Linked DNA regions of Rattus norvegicus: region 2 is linked to region 1. The links are chromatin contacts, called in public Hi-C maps. All regions are on one chromosome and are shown on one strand. Each heading gives the region's core, a stretch centred on a gene start, on an enhancer-like site or on the middle of the called end of the contact. The rest is flanking DNA. Distances are from core to core; before and after follow the strand shown.

The links. Hi-C and Micro-C count contacts between places; a contact is called where the count stands out from the background.
Region 2: a contact with region 1 is called in a Hi-C map of liver, with 6 times the contacts expected there. The contact joins the enhancer-like site here to the promoter of Slc16a14 in region 1. A contact is called at or near these places in 9 of 12 Hi-C or Micro-C datasets (the Rat2 cell line, Schwann cells, frontal cortex and 4 more).

The regions. Positions count from the first base shown.
Region 1 is chr9:93,582,216-93,588,860 of GRCr8, reverse strand. It overlaps Slc16a14 (solute carrier family 16, member 14), which reads left to right and starts at 3,465. Exons shown (of 5, transcript NM_001108229.2): 1 at 3,465-3,826. It overlaps LOC120094727 (a long non-coding RNA gene), which reads right to left and starts at 3,466. Exons shown (of 2, transcript XR_005489252.2): 1 at 3,332-3,466; 2 at 1-2,902.
Region 2 is chr9:93,639,090-93,645,595 of GRCr8, reverse strand. No RefSeq gene overlaps it. Among named protein-coding and RNA genes, the nearest start is that of Sp110, 28 kb to the left of the region's middle. Within about 2 kb of position 3,110, at least 1 of the 93 cell types and tissues checked has an H3K27ac peak or open chromatin away from gene starts, as enhancers often do. A contact at or near this core is called in liver, where this site is marked.

The sequences.
Region 1 (6,645 bases), core at 2,216-4,715:
GACCCCACACACCAGGAGAATAAAAGTTACATTCACACAGTTCAGTACTTCACTGAACTTCATTTCCAACCTTAAAAGTTCCTTTTGATGCTATTGAAAATGAAACTGCACTTCAGTGGCCAGTCCTAACATTTTCTGGGGTTTCCATTATTTTTCTATATATATAATCGTATCACCTGAATAAGAGATAATTTTACATTTCCCTTCCCAGTATGGAGACTTTATTGTATTTTCTAATTTTTCACTTTTTTTTTCAGACAGGAACCCACGGTGTAGCCCTGGTTATCTGTAACTCACTGTGTATATAAAGGTGGCTTCCAACTCACAGAGATCTGCTTGCCTCGGCCTCCTGACAATGTGTCCGGCTTGCATTGCAATTTTTTTTTTACATCAAAAAAAAAAAAAAAAACAGATTTAGAGCCTGGAAGCATCTTTAATTCCAGCACTCAGGAGGCAGAGGCAGGCGAAGTCAATCTAGTAACAAAGTGAGTTCCAGGTCAGGCAGGGCTACACAGAGAAACTCTTGTCTCGGGGGGAAAAAAAGGACTTGGGTACTGGAGAGCTGTTAAGAGCATTTGCTGATCTTGCAGAGGACCCAGATTCTGTTTCCCACACCCATGTGACAGCTCTCAACTATCTATATAACTGTAGTTCCAATGCCTTCTTCTCTGGGGACACCAGGCGCATGCCTGGTACACAGACATACATGGAAGGAAAACACTCAAACATGAAATAAAGTAAAATAAGAAAAAATAGATTTAGTAGATGGGTGAGAGGCTGCCTGAGGACATTAGAAGGAATGAAGCCCAAATGCCAAGGAGGCACAGGGAGTTTTTGGGAGTTATCTGACTAAGGCGATGGTTCCCCATATTTATGATAAATCATGCTCTTAGAGATCTGCAAGATTGCAGGCCTGGGAGGTCAAGAGAGGATCTTGATCTTACAGACCTCTTGTATTCGTTTTCTTCTCACTGACAAAATTCCAACAGGAGCAGCTTAAAGGAGGAAGGATTTACTTTGGCTTAAGGTCTCACAGGTCCATCTTCAGTGACAAAGAAGGCTCCACACGGAGAGGTTCTACCCATGACAGTAGCGGCCCGTGTCAGTAACCCTTTGTTTCTTATGGATCAGAAAGTAGAGTGCTCAGGACAGCACCAGAAGCAGACGGAATCCTCAAAGCCTGCCCACAGCCCACTCACTTCTGCTAGCCACACACACCACGTGTCCCGAATGTTCCAGAACCTGCCCAGATATCACGGATGGCTGGAGACCAAGCCTCCAGAATCATGAGCCTATGGGGGATGCCTCACACTAAACTCAATCCATAACACCTCTTTTAAAAACAGAAGGATCATCTGTTCTTGAGATACTTGTGTGGGACTCTATTCCTAAAGAAAGGAGAGAGCGAGCGAGACAGAGAGAGACAGAGAGAGACAGAGAGTCAGGGAGAGAGACAGAGAGAGACAGAGAAAGAGAACAAACAAGCTGTCTTGTAGCCCAGCAGACTGGCCTTGAACCCCCCAATCTCCCAAGTGCTAGAAAAATTGGTGTGATCCACCACACCTGAGTTCCCAGTCTTGACTGACTGACAAAAGCGTGTTTGGAACGCACGGTGTCTGAGAAGAACAGCCTGAGGAAGTACTCAACAAGTCCATTTGCTCTGCCATCTTCATCGGAAAAGTGGTCCTGCAAATGTCATCTCGTCGTCCTCCACAATCATCTGTTATTAAGATGACTAAGGAAGGCTGGGGTTGTGGCTCAGTCCAGGGAGCCTTTGCCTAGCATGCACCGAGCTCCAACTCTTATTCCCAGCACTACAAAAACTGACTGTTGGTATATGGCTGTAACCCCAGCACTTGGGAGAGGGAAGCAGGTAGATCGGAAGTTCAAAGCCATCTTCAGCCACATAGCTACTTCCAGGGCACCGGGGGGATGGGGGCATGTGAGCTACTGTCTCTCAAAAATTAAAAAAAAGGGGGGGGGCATGTGGTTGGGGGAGGGAACTGGAGAGATGGCTCAGGGGTTAAGAGCACTGGCTGCTCTTCCTGAGCTCCTGAGTTCAATTCCCAGCAACCACATAACAGCTCACAACTGTCTGTAACTTCAGTTCCAGGGGATCTGACACTCACACATAGACATACATGCAGACAAAATAAATAATAAAATAAAATAAATCTTTTTTTTTAAAGAAACCAATAAAGCCAATGACAATAAAATACACATGAATGTCTTTTGGAAAGAAAGGAGAAAGGAAAAGAAACCCATGGTGGGTAGCATAAATGGCTCCTCCAACGACATCTATATCCTAACCAGGAACCCGGGACTATGTGACCTTAAATGGCAGGAAGAGAATCAAGGTAGCAGATGGGAGTACATTGCTAGTCAGCTGGCCTTAAAATAGATGTGTGAATTATCCAGGAAGGACCAAGATAACCCAGGGGGTGGGGTCCATGGAAATGGAAGAGAAGGGGCTAGAAAGAACGCTCAACAGTAAAGGGTGCTTACTACCATGCTGACCAATCCTCAGAACACACAAGGTTCAAGGAAAACTGCCTTCCGAGGGACTTCCACACACATGCTGTCACATGCAAGCGTGCACACACACACACACACACACACACACACACACACACACACACACACTACATGTTTGAAATAATTTAAGTTAAAAGGGAAGAGAAAAGCAAACAATGGAGAAAGTGTGCCCTGAGTACCCAAGACAGACGGAATGATGCAATGTCGATGGTTTTGAAGATGAGGAAGTGGCTGCCGGCCAAGGCGTGTGGGCAGCGTGCAGAAGCTGGTGGCTCAGCTAGAGCTGCCAGGAAGAACACAGCCTTCAGTGTGCCAACGCGCTGACTCTTAGTCCGGTGAGGCCCATTTCAGGTTCTGGCTGCCAGAACTGTAAAATAATGAATTTGTGCTGCTTTCAGTCACTATGTTTGTGGTAGTTTATAGCAACAATGACAGGAACAAACAGAGCCGGTCAGGTTAGGTAAAAGAATGTTTGTTTCATGTATTTAACAAAATACTAAAAACTCTCCAAGGGCACAAAGTAATATGTTGCCTGCCTATGGGTGTAAATAACAGGTACTTCAGAAAGATGGGAAGACGTAGTACCCAGACTGGGACAAAGATGAGAGATTTTTGAGTCCAAAGTGACTACGAGTGTTGAAATCACTCTTCAAACTGCTCTCTTTTTGGCTGAGACTCAGATGACGGTCTGATTCGTTACTTCCCTCCTACTCAAAAAAGAAAAAAAGAAAAAAGAAAGGGAAAGGAAAGGAAATGGAAGAGTCCCCTTCCCCCGGCACCCCTCCCAAACACACACCTGAGATTTCTGGACATTTCCTATGGTCGCAAATGTGCACAGCATTGACGAATCTCAGCCAAGGCGATAAACTTCAACCGGCCACAAGAGTGTGCCTGTGAGGAGCCCGCAGATTTTTTTTTCCCCTGCCAAACCAGAATTAGCCGGTATAGGAATATACCAACGCGGAGACCTGAAATTGCACGGATTGGAAGGAAGCTCTGGGTAGGCTCGGATCCTTCCAAACGCACCCTTTTTAAAGGCTCCGGGACGGAAGCATCGAGCCTTAGGCTCCAGAAGGTTCACCTGGCCAGACAGTGAACACAGGGCGAGTCCGGGAGCCCCCACAACGAGCGCAGGCGAAGAACCGAGCCCCGGGCACTGTATCTGCAGGATGCTGGTCGACATTGTCACCAATCCCCATGCCCAGCGAACCCGGGTTCTCCGAGCGGACCTGCAAGTTCACAGGTCGAGACTGGGAGCCGAGTGAGACCGTAGCCTCTCGGGCTGCGTGCAGTGAGTACTCTGGGCTGTGTTGATTGGCGGCCGGAGGCTACCGCAGGGTTGGAGCATCTCCGAGCCAGCGAATACTGGTAGATACCGGTCGATACTGGCGGTCGCGGCTCTTCCTGAGACCCTTGCGAGCTGAGAGCCGGGGATAGGGTATGAGAAGAGAGGGGCCTGGGCAGGGCGGCGGTGCTCCCTTGTCCCCCCGAACTGCAGGCGGGGATGCGCGCGGTCCAGGGTGGCGCGCGCCCCCAGGGCAACAGAGCGCGCGTCGCCCCGTCGCCCGGCCTCGCGCTCGGGTGCTTTCCAGGCCCCCAGTTCATGACTTGAATCAGGCAGTGATGGGGCTACAGTTAGTGACCTCCGTGGTTGCGGATGTCTGTGTCGGGGTCCCCTGTTGGAGATGGAGGATTGGAGAGTGCGGCATCACTCACGGCTGGACCAGGGCAATGAATGCTGAGCCCCCGGGAGCCGCTCCAGCATCTCCAGAGAGGAAAGGGGGACAGTGAGGACCCAGCACAGCCATTAAAGGGCAGAGGCTGCCACAGCTTGACAAGGTTTTATGAGCTCAACTCTGCTTACCAATTAAGCCCTTTCTTCCTGCAGAAAAGTTGGTTCAGGCTTAGGTTCATTAGCAAGGATGACTGGGGATGCTCATAAGGGATTAAAAAGACTCCCTTTCGCCTTGTCAGTGGAGAGAGGGGAAGGGGTGGGGGTGGGGGGGCAATGTGAAGAAGAAATTGAAACTGACCATGCTCTTCATATTGGGACTTCACAGGGCACCCATTAAGCAGCTGGCTCACTTTCAGGGCTTCGTGGATGTACCTCGGGTTGTAGGGTACCTGCCTAGGATGCATGAAGTTCTGGGTTCAATTCCCCCAGCACTGCCTAAATCCAGCACTGTAATACAATACCCTTTTCTCGCAGTGGGGGTTGGAGGATGAGTTCGTGAATTCAAGGTCATCCTCCAAGTCTGAGGCCATCATAGGCTAAGTGAGAACTTGTCAGACACAGACAGATGTCTCAGTTGTCTTATCTGTAAAGTGGGGTAATTTAGGACCTTAATACCAACAGGCCAAGACCATCATGGCAAAAGCCACTAAGCACAGCCCTAACCCATTGGCCTTATCTTCTTCTCCCCACCCGACCCCCTAACACATTATGAGGCCAGCTGGAACTCACTGTCCAGTCACTTGCTACCCTCTTCAGCTCTGCAGCCTCATGGCCTCGAGCGCGCCCTCTACCGGCCTGAAATTCCCTGAGTTCAGCTGAAGAACTCACCTAGCTCTTTGGGAAGAGATTGCAATTTTAGTTTTAACTTGCACGCACCACCCCAACCTCCTTCTTGCTTTTCATTATAATTAGTTTATTGGGTGCGACATAGTGACAGTCCAATTAAAGATAAATAAATTGCTTGTAAAAATTCATTCCATGGCGGAACTGTAAAAAAAAATGTTAATTATATTTTAATCTATAATACACTCCAGAAAAAACTGACATTTCCATTTTCTGTTACATAGTTACGTACTTACATTTTGACATGTAGCCACCCTTCTCTTATTTGTGACTTTTATTTTTTTTATTTACTTTAAAATTTTTTAAAAAGCTTTCACAGTTTTTAAGTTTGTGTGTGTGTGTGTGTGTGTGTGTGTGTGTATCTGCTTGTCCATGTGTGCACCATGCTCCTCTGAGGCCAGAAGGTCTCATCAGGTCCTGTAGAACTACAGATAGTTGTGAGCTGCTCTATCTGGGTGTCGGGAAGTAAATACCAGCCCTCTGTACAAGGCACAAGTGCTCTCCAGCCTCCTTAAGAAAAAATTATGTATTTTATATGTATGAGTGTTTTGCCCACATGAATGTTTGCACACTGCACATGCAGTGTCAGAGGGACCAGAAAAGGGCATCAGGATAGATATCAAGTCACTTCCATCCCCTTTTTATCATTCCCAAGACAACTAACCCACTCTGGGGACAATGGCCTTAATCCATTCCTGAAGTTAGAGCCCTTGTGACATACACTTCTAGTGGGTCCATCTGTTACTATGGTTACAGTGGCAGTTGGGTTTCAATGTGACCTGTGGAGGAAACAGTCAAGTCATATCATATCAGACTTGCTCTTCTGTAGACTTCTGCTTTAGAGACCATGGTAGACAGTGAATTGTGAAACCAAGGAATGATTGCTTTTAGAAAGATAGAAGGATAAAATGCAAATACTTGTTTTTCTTTCTGTTTGTTTGGGGGTTTGTTTCTCTCTCTCTCTCTCTTTCTCTTTCTCTCTCTCTCTCTCTCAGTGTGTGTGTGTGTGTGTGTGTGTGTGTGTGTGTGTGTGTGTGTGTTTCTTGAAAAGAGACCTCTTGAGACCCAGGCTGTCTTCAAACCTGCCATATAGCTGAGGCTGGCCTCGAACTCCTGATCCTTCTGCCTCCACTTCTCACATGCTAGTGTTAGCAGCACACATAGCCCTGCCTGGACCAATACTCACTGTGTACCCCAGGCGGGTCTCAAATTCCCAGCAATCCTCCTGTCTCAGCCTACCATTTTCTGTAATTACACGCACGCTCCTCCATACCTCTCCATTTACTCTTTAGGGAAAAGTCGGATGAGCCCTTGAGGGCCTTAGTAAGCTATGAACCCCACCTGCATTGCGGCATCTGCATGCAGTACCATCGTCTGCATTCGCACTTGGCCTCTTGCATACAGGTGTCCATTACACGCTTGCATACACGTGTCCATTACACGCTAATACATTTATTTATGATCAGATAAACTGGAAATGCCCAGAGTAGGCAGATGGCAACCACATCTTTTAATCCATAAAATAAATAATT
Region 2 (6,506 bases), core at 1,861-4,360, 57 kb before region 1:
GCTACTTCCCTTCTCCTACCCACTCACCCAGTGGTGGCCCAGTCCTCAAGCCACTTCTAATTTGAACAGGTGTCATGGTGCAACTCTGTAGACATGACTAGTCTAACAGCCACAAAACCCAGACTATGTTGCAAATGCCGAGAAGTACATGCTGACAGGGGCCTGAAATAGCTGTCTCCTGAGAGGCTCTGCCAGAGCATGACAAATACAGAGGCGGATGCTCGCAGCCAACCGTTGAACTGAGAACAGGATCCCCATTGGAGGAGTTAGAGAATAGGCCGAAGTAGCTGAGGGGGTTTGCAACCCCCTAAAAACAACAATACCAACCAACCAGACCCTCCAGAGCTCCCAGGGACCAAACCACCATCCCAAGAGAACACAGGGATGGACCTACGGCTCCAGCTGCATACGTAACAGAGGATGGCCTTGTTGGGCATCAATGGGAGGAGAGGTCCTTGGTCCTGTCAAGGCTCGATGCCCCAGTGTAGGGGAATGTCAGGGTGGGGAGGCAGGAATGAGGGGGTAGGTGGGTAAGGGAGCACCCTCATAGAAGCAGAGGGGTGGGATAGCAGGTTTCTGGAGGGGAAACCGGGAAATGGGATAGCATTTAAAATGTAAATTAAAACGCAATTAAAAAATAAAAATAAAGAAATAAAAAAGAAGTAAAGCCCTGGAAGGCCACCCAAGACTGTGGAACGCTAACCTACCACTAGAGAGCACTGTGGATCACTCCTGACACTGGATTCGGATTCAGAGTAAGCTAGAAGGAAATAGTGAAGCCTTTAAAGGAAGCAGGGATGCTCTCAATGGCTGTCATCAAGCACAAGTAACACGAGAGCCAACCAAGAACAGAAGTAAGTTCATCAGAAAATTAAGAATGGCAAAGAACAACAAACCAAATGGTCTTGCCCGGCTCCGTAAGATGGCAACAGGTCTCTTTTGCTGTTGGCCACATATTTAAAGCCTCACAGTCAGGGTAACAAAGTGGCCGAGATGTACTCTATGTTGTGAAGTGGAAGAGACCTGTGTGGTCTCATTTCTTATTTTATCAGGTTGGGCCTGGTAGCAGGTCCAGTCTAAACGTGCCACAGCTGGCTCAGACATTTGTGCTGGACCTTCCCATCTCCAAAACTGCTCCTGTTTACTTGGGGAAGCTGAAGAACAAGGATTGCGTTGAGAGGCCAAATCTTAAGTTCAGACTCCATTTTAGAGAACCTGATCTAGGTTTGAACTCAGGTAAACTAGCAGGCTGGTTGGTACCTATCATTAGTTTCCAAGTTGTCCCCCAACAAAACCCATGCCTAGCTCCAGTCTCTAGGCTAATCCCCAACAAGACCAGCATCTCCAAGTTATTCCCCCAACAAGCCTGCACCTTCACTCCCTGCCTAATGGTCACCAATGCAGAGGGGAGCAGAAATGAAGTTTATGATGTGACTCCTAGCACCAACCAATTATGTTAGAGACCGCAGTAGCTCTCCAATCAGATGCTTGCACACATACTCCCTGCTTGCTGCTTACTATAAAGTCTTGCCCCAATAGATATTCAGTGCGCCCCCGCCACCAAAACTATCCTGCATGGTGGTGATGCATTGGAGGGGCCTGAGCTAGCTCAAAGACCCTGCCTGCTGTAAGTTGCATCAGATCAGTTCCTGTCTGGTTTTGGGAAGTTCAACCCTTCCCAGGCACTACAGCATGAGAAACCACAAATTATAGGTGGCTTTTGGAACTGATAAAGAAATTTTGATCATTCAGTATTTCAGGACTGAATCTGACATTTTTTAGACAGGTTCTTACTATGCAGCCCAGGTGGGCACGGAGGTCCCTGAGATCCACCTGCCTCTGCCCCTCTGCCCCTCTGCCCCTATGCCCCTCTGCCCCTATGCCCCTCTGTCCCTGCCCCTCTGCCCCTCTGCCCCTCCCTCTGCCCCTCCCTCTGCCCCTGCCCCTGCCCCTGCCCCTGCCCCTGCCCCTGCCCCTGCCCCTGCCCCTGCCCCTGCCTCTGCCTCTGCCTCTGCCTCTGCCTCTGCCTCTGCCTCTGCCTCTGCCTCTGCCTCTGCCTCTGCCTCTCCAGTGCTGGGAATGAAGGTGTGGGCTACCATACCCAGCCTGAGAAGTTCCTTGCTTTTTAAGGCTACATAATATTCTGCTGTGTGCTGTCTGCTTCTACAACACTTTGCTTAGCCATTTACCTGTGATGGATAATATTTTTTGATTGAAGGGGGACACCCACACCACAGTGTTCGTGTGAGCATCAGATGACATTTCTCTCCATTTACCTTTCTGTAGATTCCGAGGACTGAACTCAGGCTATCAGGTTTTTACAGCAAGCACCTTTGCCCACTGAGCTCCTTTGCCAGCCCTGTAGTGGATCTTTGGTTAAATCTTTCTCTCTAAGTGACATACTACCTGACAAGAAGCAACTTAACAGAGGAAGGACTTATTCTGCCTCACATTTCGAAGGTAATCAAGGCAGAGAAGGGAGAGTAGTAGACGCCAATCCCGGCTGTGCTCGTGGGAATATGGGGCCATTTGTTCAAATCTTGTTGGTCTAAGAAAGCAGAAAGACACAGGAAGTGAGGCCAGCCTATACCTCAAGGCTCATCCCCCAGACTCACTTCCTCCAGCTAGGTCCCACCTCCCAAAGGTTCCATAACTTCCCCCCCCCCCAAATACCACTATCAACTAGAGATCCAATATTCAATGCCTTAGGCATGAGCCACTGGCAGATAGTTTACAACTAAATAATAACATGCTGCCGTGGCCTCCATAAGTACATGGTCCTCTGATAATACAAATGCATTCAGCCCAAGTTTAAAAATCCCGGGGACCTAATGGCTTAAATATTATCGAAAAGGTCCAAAGTCTCTTCTGAAAGCTCAAGGTAATCTCTCTTGCTAACCCCTATTAAATCAAAAGGGGACTCACTTCTCTCCAGCACACAATGGCACAGAACACACATTTCCATTACTAAAGGAAGAAATAGACACAGCCAGAAAATATCAGCGCAAATTAAGACTGAACTCCAACAGGACAAACACAAAAACACCCTGCAGCTCCATGTCTGGTGTTTGGGACTGATGATGACATCACCTGTGCTCCTGTGGGCTCAATTAGCCCTGTTCCTCCTGCTCTGTGGCCTGCAACAGCTGTAGTTCCTCTCTTGGGCCATTTCCATCCAGTAACTGCAGCTTCCTGAATTGGCAAATTTCCTGGGTTTCTGATTTCCATTGTAATATAGGCTTCACTTTTACAGCTTCATGCACAGCAGAATATTAAAATTCAATTTAAATATTTTAAAATTTCAGCCTCGCTCAAATTTTTAGAATACAGGCTGTGTGGTAGCCAGACTCTATGCCAACTGTAACATTAATGACCTCTACTCCAGTTCCTGTAAGAATCTTTTTGAAACTTCACAGACTTGGTTGACAGTCTCAACCTGTAATATCCCACCAGAACAGCCAATTGAACTCTAGGGCTGCTCTAGCCTACAGAGCCAACTCTTTCCATTTCTCCCACAGACCCCTTCCAAATGTCTATAAACCGCCTGGTCAGGTTAATGACATCAGGAACCTCACTTCCTAGTGTCAGTTTTCTGTGGTGGCAGGCCTGACAAGAAGCAATGTAAAGAAGGACAATTTTGCTTTGCCTCTTGGTTTGAGGGTACAGTGCATCATGGCAGGGTAGGCATGGCATAATGGCAGCTTATCACTGTAGTGGCAGAAGCATGAAGATACTTGTTTACATCTCGATGGACCAAGAAATATCATTAAACTACAAATTGTAAGGTTGTATGACCTGAAGTTCCTAGGGAAGAAAAGAGCTGCACCTGTATTAAAGATTCTATAATGGTGACTGACTGTAGGGAGCCGTATTAGATTTTGGCCTGGCCACTTTATGACTGCATAGCTCAAGGTGGCTACGTGACTCTGGGCTGCATGGCCACAGAAGCTCAGGTGGCTGCTGTAAGATTATGAGATTGTGGGACAAAAGTCTCTCCCAGGAAGACCCCGGGAGCAATCACAGGATGTTTCAGCCTGAGCAAAACACCGATGTCCCTGAGCAGATTCCTGAGAAGGGTTCGACCTTTTCAAAGAACATGTCCCCAGAAGACTGTTGCCTCTTTGTTTAAGGAGGATATCTTGAAGTTTTGTGATTCACCCTATATCCTTGGGCACTTCCCAAACTCCCCCACCCTAAGCTTCAGTTCCCACTTCTATTCCTGCCTCAGAGCTTTAAATGCTGTACATTTCTCTCAATAAACGAGACCTTGACAATAGAATCTTGCTTGGTCTCCTTCTTCTCTCGCCCCCCCATTGGCCCAAGGGTAGCGCCCCTTCGGAACCCTGAATAACTGGACCCGCTGGATGGGTCAACTGACTGGGAGAATTCTCATGGTAATGGGGAGCTGTAATGTTCCAAGTCTAGGGAAACATTAGACTACTTTATGCCTTCTTCAGAGCCATGCATCATCCACCTAATAGCCCATGACTATAAGGTAAAGTCCTTTTGGAATATAACAGTCCCCTAACCTCTACCAACCCAGAGGGTAAGACTGTCATCAGATATCATCTGAGGCAGATAGAGGGGTTCCCCCACTTTGCTGTAACTGCCTATCCAACATTCCCACCAATGTATTAGAAAATTGCCTTAATTTGTGATTTTATTTTATTACCATAAAAATTCTTGGGCTGAAGAGATGGCTTGGTGGTTAAGAGCACTGATTGCTCTTCCAGAGGTCCTGAGTTCAATTCCCAGGAACCACATGGTGTCTCACAACCATCTGTATTGAGATCTGATGCTCTCTTCTGGCCTGCAGGCATGCATGCAAGCAGAACACTGTATGATGTATACATAATAAATAGACAAATATTTAAAAAAATTCTTGAAACTGTTGCCACATTGGTACATGGTTTTTGGGGTAACTTAAGTCTGTGCACCCAGGTTGTTCAGCCGTATTATATTACAGACTAAACTATCTGATATTCTCCTGGAGATGAAAGTTTTGTTTTTTGCAATCTACACCCTTCTCCCAGTGACTACTTCCTCAGTTAGATCCACATCTCAAGGGTTACACAATTCCCCACCAGCTGGCATTCAAATATTGCAGTACATGAGCCTGGACGGAACACTAAATCTCTTGTTTACTGGGAATAGTCCTTCAGTAGAAGATATGCAGGGATTTCTTTAATGTTCTGCCTCTGACTCTTTTGGATCTATGTCCAGAAGTGAGATTGCTAAATCATTTGGCAGTTCGATGTTCAAATTTTTAAAGGGAACTCCATACTTCTTTCTATATTCTTACACATGTTACAATGCTACTAACAATGGACCAATGCTCCATTTTCTCTAAAATCCTTGCCAACATGTTGTCTTCTATTTGTTATTTAATAAAGATAATAAAGACCGTTAAAGAGGACATGAATAAATTCCTTAAAGAAATACCGGAAAATACATTCAAGCAGTAGAAGCATTAAGAGGAAGCAAATAAATATAAAGAAATACAGGAAAATAAAATCAAACAGGTAAAGGATATGAATAAAACTGTCCAAGACCTGAAAAGGGAAATAGAAGCAATAAAGAGAACACAAACTAAGGTAATCATGGAGATGGAAAACCTAGGAAAGAAAACAGGAACTGCAGACATAAGCATCACCAACAGAATACAAGAGATGGAAGAGAGACTCTCAGGTGTAGAAGATACAATAGAAGAAACCAATACATCAGTCAAAGAAAATGCAAAATCTAAAATGTTCATGACACAAAACATCCAGGAAATACAGGATAATAGGGAAGAACAAACCTAAGAATAATAGGACTAGAAGAAGGAGAAGATTCCTAACTCAAAGACCCAGAGAAACGTCTTCAACAAAATCATAGAAGAAAATTTCCCAAATCTAAAGAAAGAGATACTTATCAAGGTACAAGAAGCTTACAAAACATCAGACAGATTAAAACAGAAAAGAAAATTATCTGCCATATAGTAATAGAACACTATACAGAACAAAAAATTTTAAAAGCAGCAAAAGAAAAAGGCCAAGTAACAAGGGAGACCTACAAGAATTACAACTGATTTCTCGTATGAGACTCTAAAAGCTAGAAGGGCCTGGGCAGATGTCTTACAGACCTTAAGAGACCACAGATGCCAACCCAGACTACTATACTCAGCCAATCTTTTAATCAACCTAGACGGAGAAACAAAAATATTCCATGACAAAACCAAATTTAAACAATTCCTTTCCACTAACCCAGATCTACAGAGGATACTAGAAGGAAAACTCCAGCCCAACGAAACCTACTACACTTAAGAATACACAAGAAATTAACAATTTCACACTATTAAAACCTTTTATTGGTTTTATTTCTCTTTTATTGAGAAACACACACACACACACATACACACACACACACACACACACACACACACACACACACACACATTCAACCACCACCAATATAAAAATAACAGGAATCATTAGTCATTAATATCTGTCAAGATCAATGAATGA